Regions from separate parts of the Pan troglodytes genome. Here region 2 is linked to region 1. A link is a contact called in public Hi-C data. All regions are on one chromosome and are shown on one strand. The core of a region is the stretch at or near the end of the contact, and the rest is flanking DNA. Distances in the headings are between cores, read along the strand shown. Region 1 holds the start of ZNF326 (zinc finger protein 326). Region 2 has its middle 14 kb from the start of LRRC8D.

Region 1 (4,910 bases), core at 1,934-4,433:
GCATTTAGTAGAAACTATAATCCAATTTTGAATTTTGATCTTTTTGCAGGCTAGTGACATGAAGTAGGATACTCTTTTCCAAGGCTGGGCAGCGTCTCCCAGTCAGCGATGTAATCACAAGGGTTAACAACTGATATTCTACAATGTACTGTGCTGCCAGATGACTTTGCCCAACTGTAGGCTAATGTAAATGTTCTAAGCACATTTAAGGTAGGTTAGGTGAAGCTATGATGTTCAATAGGTTAGGCATATTAAATGTATTTTTGACTTGTGATATTTTCAATTTATGAAGGGCTTATTGGGATGTAACCTCAAGTAAGTGGAGAAGTATCTGCATAGAAGGGAAAAAAGGAGGAAACAAGAAAAGGGTGGAGAACAGGGTGAATCAATCAGGATGGAGGAGGAAAAAATGCCCTGCCCATTTCTGGGGCAACAGTAATACACATAGTGTATCTGTGAGCTTTTCTTGTAGTTGTATTTCCAGAGGTTGCCTCCTTGAAACTTGGTTCCAGCAACTGGGTGGACCCTGAAAAAAGGTAAATAATTTGATTCATGGTTTCCTATCTGGTGATCAACTCATTGTTGCCACCGTTTGCTCTATGAAAAAAAAAAAAAGTTTTTTAATCTGTGGTTCAAACTGCTCCAATGTCAGTTTGTCTTTTTCCAGATCCCTGAATGTTTGAATAACTTTCTCCATGTCTCAAACACTGTTTCCAAAGTGGCAATAATACAATCCAGTATGTGTGTGTGTGTTTCTATAGGTCATCCTTCAAGCTCTGGATGACTCTTCTGCCACAAATCTTACCCCTCTGTGAACTGTTACAGCTCTTTTATTTGCACCTTAAAATTCAGAACTGGATCGTAGCCTGTCTGTAAAGTTATTTTTTCTAGACTTGACATTTTCTCAAGGAGTACAGGTTACTGAAACAGAAGAGAAATTAGTCCCATAACATCTCTTTTAAATGTCTTGAAAATAAACATTGGTGACAGTTTTGGTTCATTATCAAATCAGAACCCCTGAAGTGAAACCTGAGTATTGGCACTTACTAAAATTGCCCTGGAGGATTCCAGAGTAGAGTCACAATCAAGAACCACTGACTTAAATGGCCAAGAGAGCCCCCTACCTCCGCATCACTAAGTATATCTTCAAAGAAAATGAAACATAATATTTGGCTAAAGAGAACTTTTAATAAACACTAATCATTAATAAATAATAAATCTTGTTTTAGGCCAAATATATATTTTACATTATGAAAGTGCTCAAGAATTTGGAGATATAGAAGAATACATAATCATGTGTATATATAAAAAGTCATCACAAAAAGAATCATCGTTCATGTTTTAGAATTCTTTTTTTTCTCTAGGCAAGAACTTTAATGAATTGAACTGTTACCGACAACATAAAAAACCAGTATAATATATACAAAATTATCATTTTATGTCAGGATAAAATTTATCATGTTGGCAACAGAATATGTCCTGCCGACCTCCAAGTGGCTGGCACAGTACATCCACCCCGTGACAGGCCCACTGGGACTGTGGTGAACATGCCTGTACCTCAGTACAAAGTCCCCTTTCCCTGAGAAATGTACAGAAGGAGAGATGAAGAGCGCGTATCCAAAAGGAAGAGGAAGAGGAAGAGGCTGGGTGCCCTGTGCCCTGAGCTCAGAACTTCAGGGGGATGACCGGCCAGTAATTAGGCTGCTTTGGATCACAGTGCTTGTCAAAGCTCAGCTGCACGGTAGCCTCCATGGCCTGGATCTTGGCGGCGCTGTCCCAGTACAAACGCTTCATTTCGGCCTGGCGCCGCTCAACAGGCCTCTCAGCTGGGGCCTCTACCGACCGGCGGGTGTTGCAGTACAGGTCGTGGTCAGCGTTCACGTAGCTGTCCAGGCGCTCCGCATCCAGCTGTTGCCGCCGCAGTAGTTCTTCTCTGTACTTCTCTGTCTCTGCAAAGTACTGGCGGAGCTCTTCGGTGATTGCCATATTGCTCAGGTCACATGCTACCTCTGCATCTGACTCGGTCTCCATCTCTTCCTCCTTGGATAAAGCTTGGTCTTCTCTTGTGGATGCCTGGATCCTACTGCTGCCATGTGGATGTTGCCCAGACCCTCTGAAATGTGAAGAACTGCAGGGGGAGTCCTGCTAGGCCACATGATGGTCATAGAAGGACTGAGGATACACAACCTGGTTATCGTAAGAGCTTTGGGGAAGAAGCGCAGGAAGGAAGAACCATGGAAGACTGAAACAGGATTCCGCCGCCTTCCTGTAGGCATTGTGGTGGCTTTGCATCCAAGCCATTGCTTGATGATAATGTTGCCAGTATCTTGCATATACTGGATGAGAATACCAAGGCCTGGTAGCTTTTGATGTTGATGCCTTCACCACTGCCATCTCCGATTGTGAAAATCCAAATGGGTGCCGAAACTTGTGGGCGCGCAGCTTGCAGATCCTGGGCAGTGGCCAAGCAGGCCATGTTTTAGAATTCTTTCCAGGCGGGTCGCGTTGGCTCACGCCTGTGATCCTAACACTTTGGGAGGCGGAGACGGGGCTGGGGGTGGGGGGATCGCTTGAGTCCAGGAGTTGGAGACCTGCTTGGGCAACATGGCAAAACCCCCATCTCTATAAAAATAATTTTAAAAATTTTTAAAAGAATTATTATTTCCATTTTATTTCAGTGCTTTTTCTTTTAAGAAAATTTATTGACATAGCGATAATCAGACTCCATACGCAATTTTGTATCTTGCTTTTCAAATTTGCCACAGGCTTCTAGAAACGTCCCAGACTTCTGTGTCTCCATGGAGGAAACCCCGTAAGTACTTACAAATGTTATGATTAGTCATCCCTAGCCAATACTAAGCAAAAGGTAGGCATGCGGTTTTATTAGTTTGGGCAGGAAGAAGGCATTCCAACCGGCTTCTTTCGCTCTTGCCAGGTTCAAACATGGCGGGCCGCAGCCGGCCCTTCCCGTACACTCGGCTTGCTTTCCCACAACCCCCGCCAATCTTTAGCGCTCCTTTTTCACCTTCCTTCCCCCTCAGCGGCTCCAGAGGGTCAGCACCTCCGAGCGTGACAGCGGACCTGCTTCCCGCCCCCCACGCGAGGGCCCGCCCACCAGCCCACGTCAGCCAATAGCAGGCCGCGCCGATGGGGCTGGTAGCGCCGGTCGGCCCCGCCTCCCCAGCCTCGCTGTGGCCTGCGGCTCCCGGGCTGGTAGCGCGCCGCTCTCGGTCGCGCGGACTGATCGTGTGGAATCGCGGATCGCGGACGCTCGCCGCCGGCCATAGCTCAGCCTAGCGCCGCCAAGGCCGACGGCCCCCAGCCTCTGCCATGGACTTCGAGGACGGTAAGCGCTGCCTCTGGCTGGTCGGCGCAGCTGGCAAGAGGCGGGGTGGCCTACGCAGGGGGTCTGTTTACCGTCTCAAGATGGCCGTGTGGGCTTTGTTCTGCGGGCCCGGAGGCCGCCCGCCCGCCCCGGGCCCAGCGCCCGGAGTCGGCCTCTTTGGGGACCCACGCGCCCCGATTCGGCCCGCTCGGCGCCCGCTGCCGGCGGAGACAAGAGAACTCGGTGTCCGGTAGGACGCGCCTAGAGCGCGAGAGCCTCCGGGCTGGAGCCCCAGACTCGCCTTGGCCCCTGGTAGTGGAAATTGCCCCGACGTCTCCAACTTCCCGGTCTCGGGCAAACGGGCGAGTGCGGCCTCACCCACCTAGTCTCGCATTCGCCCCACAGGGCAGCGACCCAGACCGTCCGTTTAGTTAATCCTCAGCCTCGGGTTACTTCTTGCCAGATAGAATTTTCAGAGGCTTGTTCACAGTGATGTTTCTGTTTGTCCCGGTTTAAGATGAGTTGAAAGGGTGTCCTTAAGTGATATGTATAGATAAATATCTATGCAAAATGGAAAGCAAGATGTTTCCTGGTTAGTAAACTGGGGTGTTTATCACCAAAAATTACCTGCTTATTAATCCCTAACTTGAAATATTTATGTGAACCAAAGCACTTTTCTTTGGATCGTGTGTAGATAGGATTTAAGTTAATCAGAATTTTGGCACAGCAAGCATCAAATGTCCTTCACATTTAGACCTGTACACAGCCTTGTAAGTGTTTGACTTACGGATTAAATAAACTGTATTTTAGCAATACTTTTCAGTTGTCTCAGATACTAATTCTTTAAACCACTTTTACAGGGTCACAAAGTAATATTAATTTGGTCTTCACTTTTGTTTTTAAACCTTGCTTGGAATTGGTGTCAGGATAAAGTGGTATGTAGTGACAACATTAGGGAGACATGGGAAAGGACTTACGTGATTAAACTGGATTTAATCCTGAGTAACCAGGCATGCTTAAGTAAAACCAGTTCACTAAGTAGGCTGTAAACCTTTAACCCCACCAAAAAAATGATCTTTAAATGAGGTGTGATCTCAGCATATGTCTTACTCGATGAGCTTTTGATTTTTCATAACATTTCATGCAACAAAGAATTAAAGCTTTCATATCTAGGTACAGATTTGTGAAAGGGGACTGGAATAGCCCTCTTGTAGATACTTTTCAGTTACTTTGAAATAGTTCAGCTCTTAAGAGTAGCACACTCTCGTGGTTTTGTTTGTTTTGGTTGGACTTTAACTCATTTTGATGTAGATACCTTTAAACTATGAATATTTGGGCTGGGCACGATGGCTCACACCTGTAATCTCAGCACTTTGGGAGGCGGAGGCAGAAGAATCCCTTGAACCCGGGAGGCGAAGGTTGCAGTGAGCCGAGATCGTGCCATTGCACTCTAGCCTGGGCAACAAGAGCCAAACTTCGTCTGAAAAAAAAACCAAAAAACAAAAAACCAACAACAAAACAAAAAACTATGAATATTTGAAGTGGCCAGAGTTGGGAGTGAAAATAAAAAATATATTATTGTATT
Region 2 (5,056 bases), core at 1,901-4,400, 190 kb before region 1:
TCTCAAACCTTAATAGGCATCAGAATCACCAAGGGTGCTTGTCAAACTTGGAGATATTCAGAACTTACCCTAAGAAATTATGATTCTCAAAGTCTAGGATAGTATCCTTGCATATTTAACAAGCATCTTGGCTGATTCTGACATAGGTAGTCTGTGAACCTCATCTTGGCAAAATACTTGTTGCATTCTTCTAATGATATGATTTGCCATTTGTTACTACTACTTGAAACATTTTCTCAAGCTGCCACACTTCTATACATTTTGTTTCTGAAGGGTGGAAGCTCTTAGAGGGCAGAGACCTCATTTTCTGTTCTTTCCTATTCCTCCCTTTCATAGCCATCAGATCCCCATTGTGTTGGCAGTTCCCAGGCACTTCTCTTCACCTACACCATAACTCTCTCCCCATGCCCTTTACCTGTGTAGCTCCCACCCCACTTCATGGCTCAGTCTGGATGGCTCCAAGTGATCTTATTGCTCAAGTCCAGGAATGCACTGCTGCTACATGTTCCCAAGGCACCCTCCACCTCTCCCACCAGGGCATGACACACGATGCACACGTCTTTGCCTTCCCTTAGAAACTTTATTCCAACCTCACCCACTAGATACTTGCTGTACCCTCTTTGTGAGGACAGGACCTTTGGTTTTCTTATCCCAACTCTAGGAACAGAGTTCCTAGACATTATCTTATCCCAACTCTAGGAACAGAGTTCCTAGACATTATCTTATCCCAACTCTAGGAACAGAGTTCCTAGACATTATCTTATCCCAACTCTAGGAACAGAGCCTGATATTGGATAAGCCCTTAATGATTGTTTACAGATAAGTGAATGAACAAACTGAGAAGAATGATTAAAAAGAGAGAAATACAGGAGAAGAAACACTTTAAAAATTACCTTATTTCATAAAGGGCATGTGAAGTGTGGGGACAATGCCTTTGGGGTCAGAATGGGGCACCCAGGGATGGCCAAGGGGAGCTGAGGAGCCCTGTTTACTTCACTAACTTCGTTTTTCCTGTGAATCTAATACAGCTCGACTTAATACATATTTACTGGGATTCTTTGATGTGAAAGCCACTACGCTGGACACTGGGGAGTCAAAAATGTATTAAGACACAGTCCCTGAACTTGAGGGTATGATAATTTAAAGTGAAACCACTTTGTGATCTATATGCCAGTGTGTTTAACTATTAATAGGAAACAAGAGATGACACTATTCTGCTCTGAGGACAGTTCAAATGATTCTGGGTCTTATAATTGCTACATGATATAAGGTGAGTCTTAAGAAGCAATGAAGCACAACGGAGAAAAAAAAGCCAGGCTTTAAAGACCCACAAACCCATGTTTAATACTGTAGCTCCCTCCTCTTACTAGTTATGCTACCAGCAGCCTGGGCTGCCTGTGTAACGTAGGTCTAATAATAATAACACCACTTCTGGCACATATTAGCAGTGGTAAGCATGATTTAGCACTGTGCCAGGCACTCTGCTAAGCACTTTCCATGCGTTATCATATTTAATCCTCTCAGCTATGTAAGTGCCACTTTTATTCACATTTTATTACTGAGGAAACTGGCTGTCATAGACTGAAGGTTTGTGAACCCCCAAAATTCGTATGTTGAAGCTCTAACCCCTGCTGTGGCTGTATTTGCAGATGGGACCTCAAAGGACATATTTAAGGTTAAATGAGGTCATAAGAGTGGGGCCCTGAACAAATAGGTTTAGTGTCCTTATTAGAAGAGATACCAGAAGGCCAGGCACAGTGGCACACACCTATAATCCCAGCACTTTGGGAGGCTGAGGTGGGAGGATCACCTGAGCCCAGGAGTTTGAGACCAGCCTGGACACTATAGTGAGACCTCGTCTCTACAAAAAATTTAAAAATTAGTTGGGTGTGATGGTGCAACTGTAGTCCCACCTACTCGAGAGGCTGGGGTGGGAGGATTGCTTGAGCCTGGGAGAAGAGATTGCAGAGTCATGATTGTGCCACTGCACTCCAATCTGGGAGACAGGGCAAGACCCTGTCTCAAAAACAATAAAAGAGACCCAGGGAAAACTCTCTCTCTTCAACCCCTCCCCTCCAAGAAAGAAAATGTGAGGTTTTTGCACCAAAGAAAGGCCTCATGAAGACACAGTGGGAAGGCAGCCAGGTGCAACTTAAAGACAGACCGCTCACCAGACACCCAGACACCAACCCTGCTGACATCTTGGTCTTAGACTTCCAGTCTTCAGAACTATGAGAAAATAAATTTCTGTTGTTTAAACCACCCTGTTTATGGTATCCTGTTATGGCAGCCCGAGTTGACTAATACAGCTCAGAGAGGTTAAGTAATTTGCCTAAAGTGACCCAGATATCAAATAGTACAGTCAGTATTTGAACCTGAACCTGGCTGATTAATAAATTAGATAGTGTAGGTAAAATTCCTGCATGGTGCTGGCAAATAATAATCCCTTAATAAATGGTTTATAATATTCATATTGCACTCCAGAAGTCAGGCCCACAGAATTATTGCTGTTAGTTAGGGTGAGTTACTAGGAGGACGGCTCAGCAAGAGAGCAAGGAGGGCTAGGCTCCAGAGCCTGTGGCATGAGCCAGACACAAGAAAAGAGACACCTCAGCCACCACCAGTGCTTGTGCAACTCCTCCTGCACTGAGCTTCCTTGGACTCAGGAGCTATCACCAAGATCTGTGGAACCCTAACATCATAGGGTTACAAAGGCCTCACAGGTCACCCAGGTCCACAATCTGGTGCCTGCATACCCCTACCACATCTCTGCCAAGTGACAGCTACTGCTTTAATCTCTCATCTGATGGCCTCTCAGTATGGTTCTCAGGCAGGGAAGGCGGGGGATAGAGCCCAAGTCCCAGAAGTCATCCCTGGATGACACTTTCAAGATCTTCTAAGTCAACCCCATGTGTTCCACATGGCCTGCTTGGAGGAGGAATAGCAGGGACTTAACCTAGGGAGAGGCTGGAGATTTTCCCTCCCTCCTATAGAATGAGTCATTCCTTCCCAACCCACTTTTCTCATTGTCCTTCCAGGAGGCAGTGAAATGTTTCACATATTTGGAAATCCAAATCAACACTGATGCAAACGAAAGGGCCCCTAAGTCATTGGGAACCGGTGTGGTCGGCATCACCACGGAGACCTGGGAGGCGGTTGTCAGAGGACAGCTGGCTCAGATGTCAGAGATGCACAAACTTGCATATGCTCAGTCCACAAGCAACACCCCCGCAGCTGGCATCTAAACCCTTGGTAAAGCTCTTGGCTACAGAGTGCTCGTTGATGACTACATTTCATCTCCAAGGCTCTCCTTGACTTTCCTTTCACTGATACAAGGTAATGCAGCTTGAAGCCTCCTACTTTAGCTTTCAGCACAGGGGGTCATTAGTGAGATGTAATGCTGTATTCACATGCTGGTTACCTGTTTGTCTTGTCTTCTCTTTTCTGACAACACACAGCAGGCAAGGCCTTATCATCCTTTGATGAGTAAGGACAGCTATCTTCTTCAAAGGGCTGGAGTCTCAAAATGAGATGGTCCTTTAGATTTTTCGGTCCCAACTCTTTCATGAAATTGTACCAAGATCCTGATTTCCTAAGCAGACATGGGTCAGGAACTTCGTTATTGCCCTTTAATAGATTATATGTTAGTAGGTGCTTGATAAAATCCATATTGAACAGGACCTGAATGTGAGTCCATCCTTGGAGCCACTGCTCTGCCCCTGAAGCTTTCTCTGTCCTAGCCCTTCAGCTTTCCCTTCCTGCTGGAGTTCTGCCACTCCTGCAGGGCTATGAAATTCAATTGTGAAAACATCTCTCCAGACCTCTTCATCAGTTCTTCCTAACAACTCTAAGCCTCTAATACTTGTGCTTAGACTATTTTTAACTTTTCCTTTCTTTTAAAAAATTACGCCAGAGGAGCTTAATGAGCCCTACTTAACTTTTCGTAGAAAAAGAAAATTTGCAGACATTAACCAATAAGTGCGACCGAACACCATGGTTAGCTGGCACGCCTCTGAAAACCTGCCTTCTCCCTGTGCAATACAATAGTTTATTTTTGGACAGCAGCCTCCACACAACATCATGAACACACAACACTGGGGTTTATAATGAACTTAAAAGAAAGTGAAGATTTATGTGAGAGGTTTAGGGGAGGAACTCAGGGTTGCAGAGGGCAGGGTGTGGGAAGGAGGGACGAGTTCCTGGGCAATGAGAAGTCCTGGCTGCCCAAAGCTGCTTCCAGCATGTTGCACCTCCAGATTCTTTATCTTTGCTTTGAATCAGCCAGGAGTATGAATGATATGAAGCAAGTGGGAGAAAATAAGCAAGATTTCAGATTTTTGTTCATTATCATGTAAAACTAACACACACATAGACACGCATACACCACCACCACCACCACGAAAACCAGCAACTAGCCAAACAAAAAAGAGCTTGAGCTCTTACAAAGAATAAAGCACTGTGGCAATAAACATTTTCATCATTCCTCCATCCAAACTCAAGAGTCCCTTTGGGTCAAAGTTGATTCTAAGGAAAGGTTCTCAGCTGTCCTGCAAGGCAAGAGGTCCAAGTCACAAATTACAGGACTGCCCCCATTCGTGTCATAGCAGTTAGGACATGACCATTTGCCCTCTGGATTTTAGCTGAAGTATCATGGAAGTCTTTCCAGGCATGAAAGTAAAGCCCTATTCTTAATAGTGCTCGTACCTAACCGTGCTGGTTGTTCCAAAGTCGCCTGATTACTTTCCCTATTATCACCATGACCTTCTAAATTGGGGCTCAGCCATGCCTTTACCTAATGGGGTTACAATAAACCGTCTCTGACCTGGGGTTTGTGAACGCAGTGTGAGGCATGCAAACACAGCCTTATTTAAGTGCTACTGGTGTGTCTAAGGTCTGGGGACCAGAGAGGGAGGAAGTTAGACTTCAGCAGAGGAAGACCTTCCTCTCTGGATAATTAGCCCATTCTCTCTGAACAGTGTTAGTGTTATAATGTACCATTCTTTAGAATTTTTCTTTAGAATCCATATTATTTCAAGCATTCCATGATAACTCAGAA

What was found. A called contact is a pair of places that touch in the nucleus more often than the background predicts.
Region 2: a contact with region 1 is called in a Hi-C map of stem cell-derived neural progenitor cells, with 3 times the contacts expected there. The contact joins the enhancer-like site here to the promoter of ZNF326 in region 1. A contact is called at or near these places in 4 of 7 Hi-C or Micro-C datasets (blood, induced pluripotent stem cells, a lymphoblastoid cell line and 1 more), 1 of 1 datasets of contacts at active chromatin or transcription factors (stem cell-derived excitatory neurons) and 1 of 1 other capture datasets (stem cell-derived neural stem cells).

What each region holds. Positions count from the first base shown.
Region 1 is chr1:141,171,746-141,176,655 of NHGRI_mPanTro3-v2.0_pri, reverse strand. It overlaps ZNF326 (zinc finger protein 326), which reads left to right and starts at 3,183. Exons shown (of 12, transcript XM_513552.9): 1 at 3,183-3,346. The coding sequence starts at 3,331. LOC738896 (gem-associated protein 8-like) reads right to left here and starts at 3,168. Exons shown (of 1, transcript XM_054684838.2): 1 at 1,334-3,168. The coding sequence starts at 2,031. The coding sequence ends at 1,666.
Region 2 is chr1:141,358,260-141,363,315 of NHGRI_mPanTro3-v2.0_pri, reverse strand. No RefSeq gene overlaps it. Among named protein-coding and RNA genes, the nearest start is that of LRRC8D, 14 kb to the right of the region's middle. Within about 2 kb of position 3,150, at least 3 of the 24 cell types and tissues checked have an H3K27ac peak or open chromatin away from gene starts, as enhancers often do. A contact at or near this core is called in stem cell-derived neural progenitor cells and stem cell-derived neural stem cells, where this site is marked.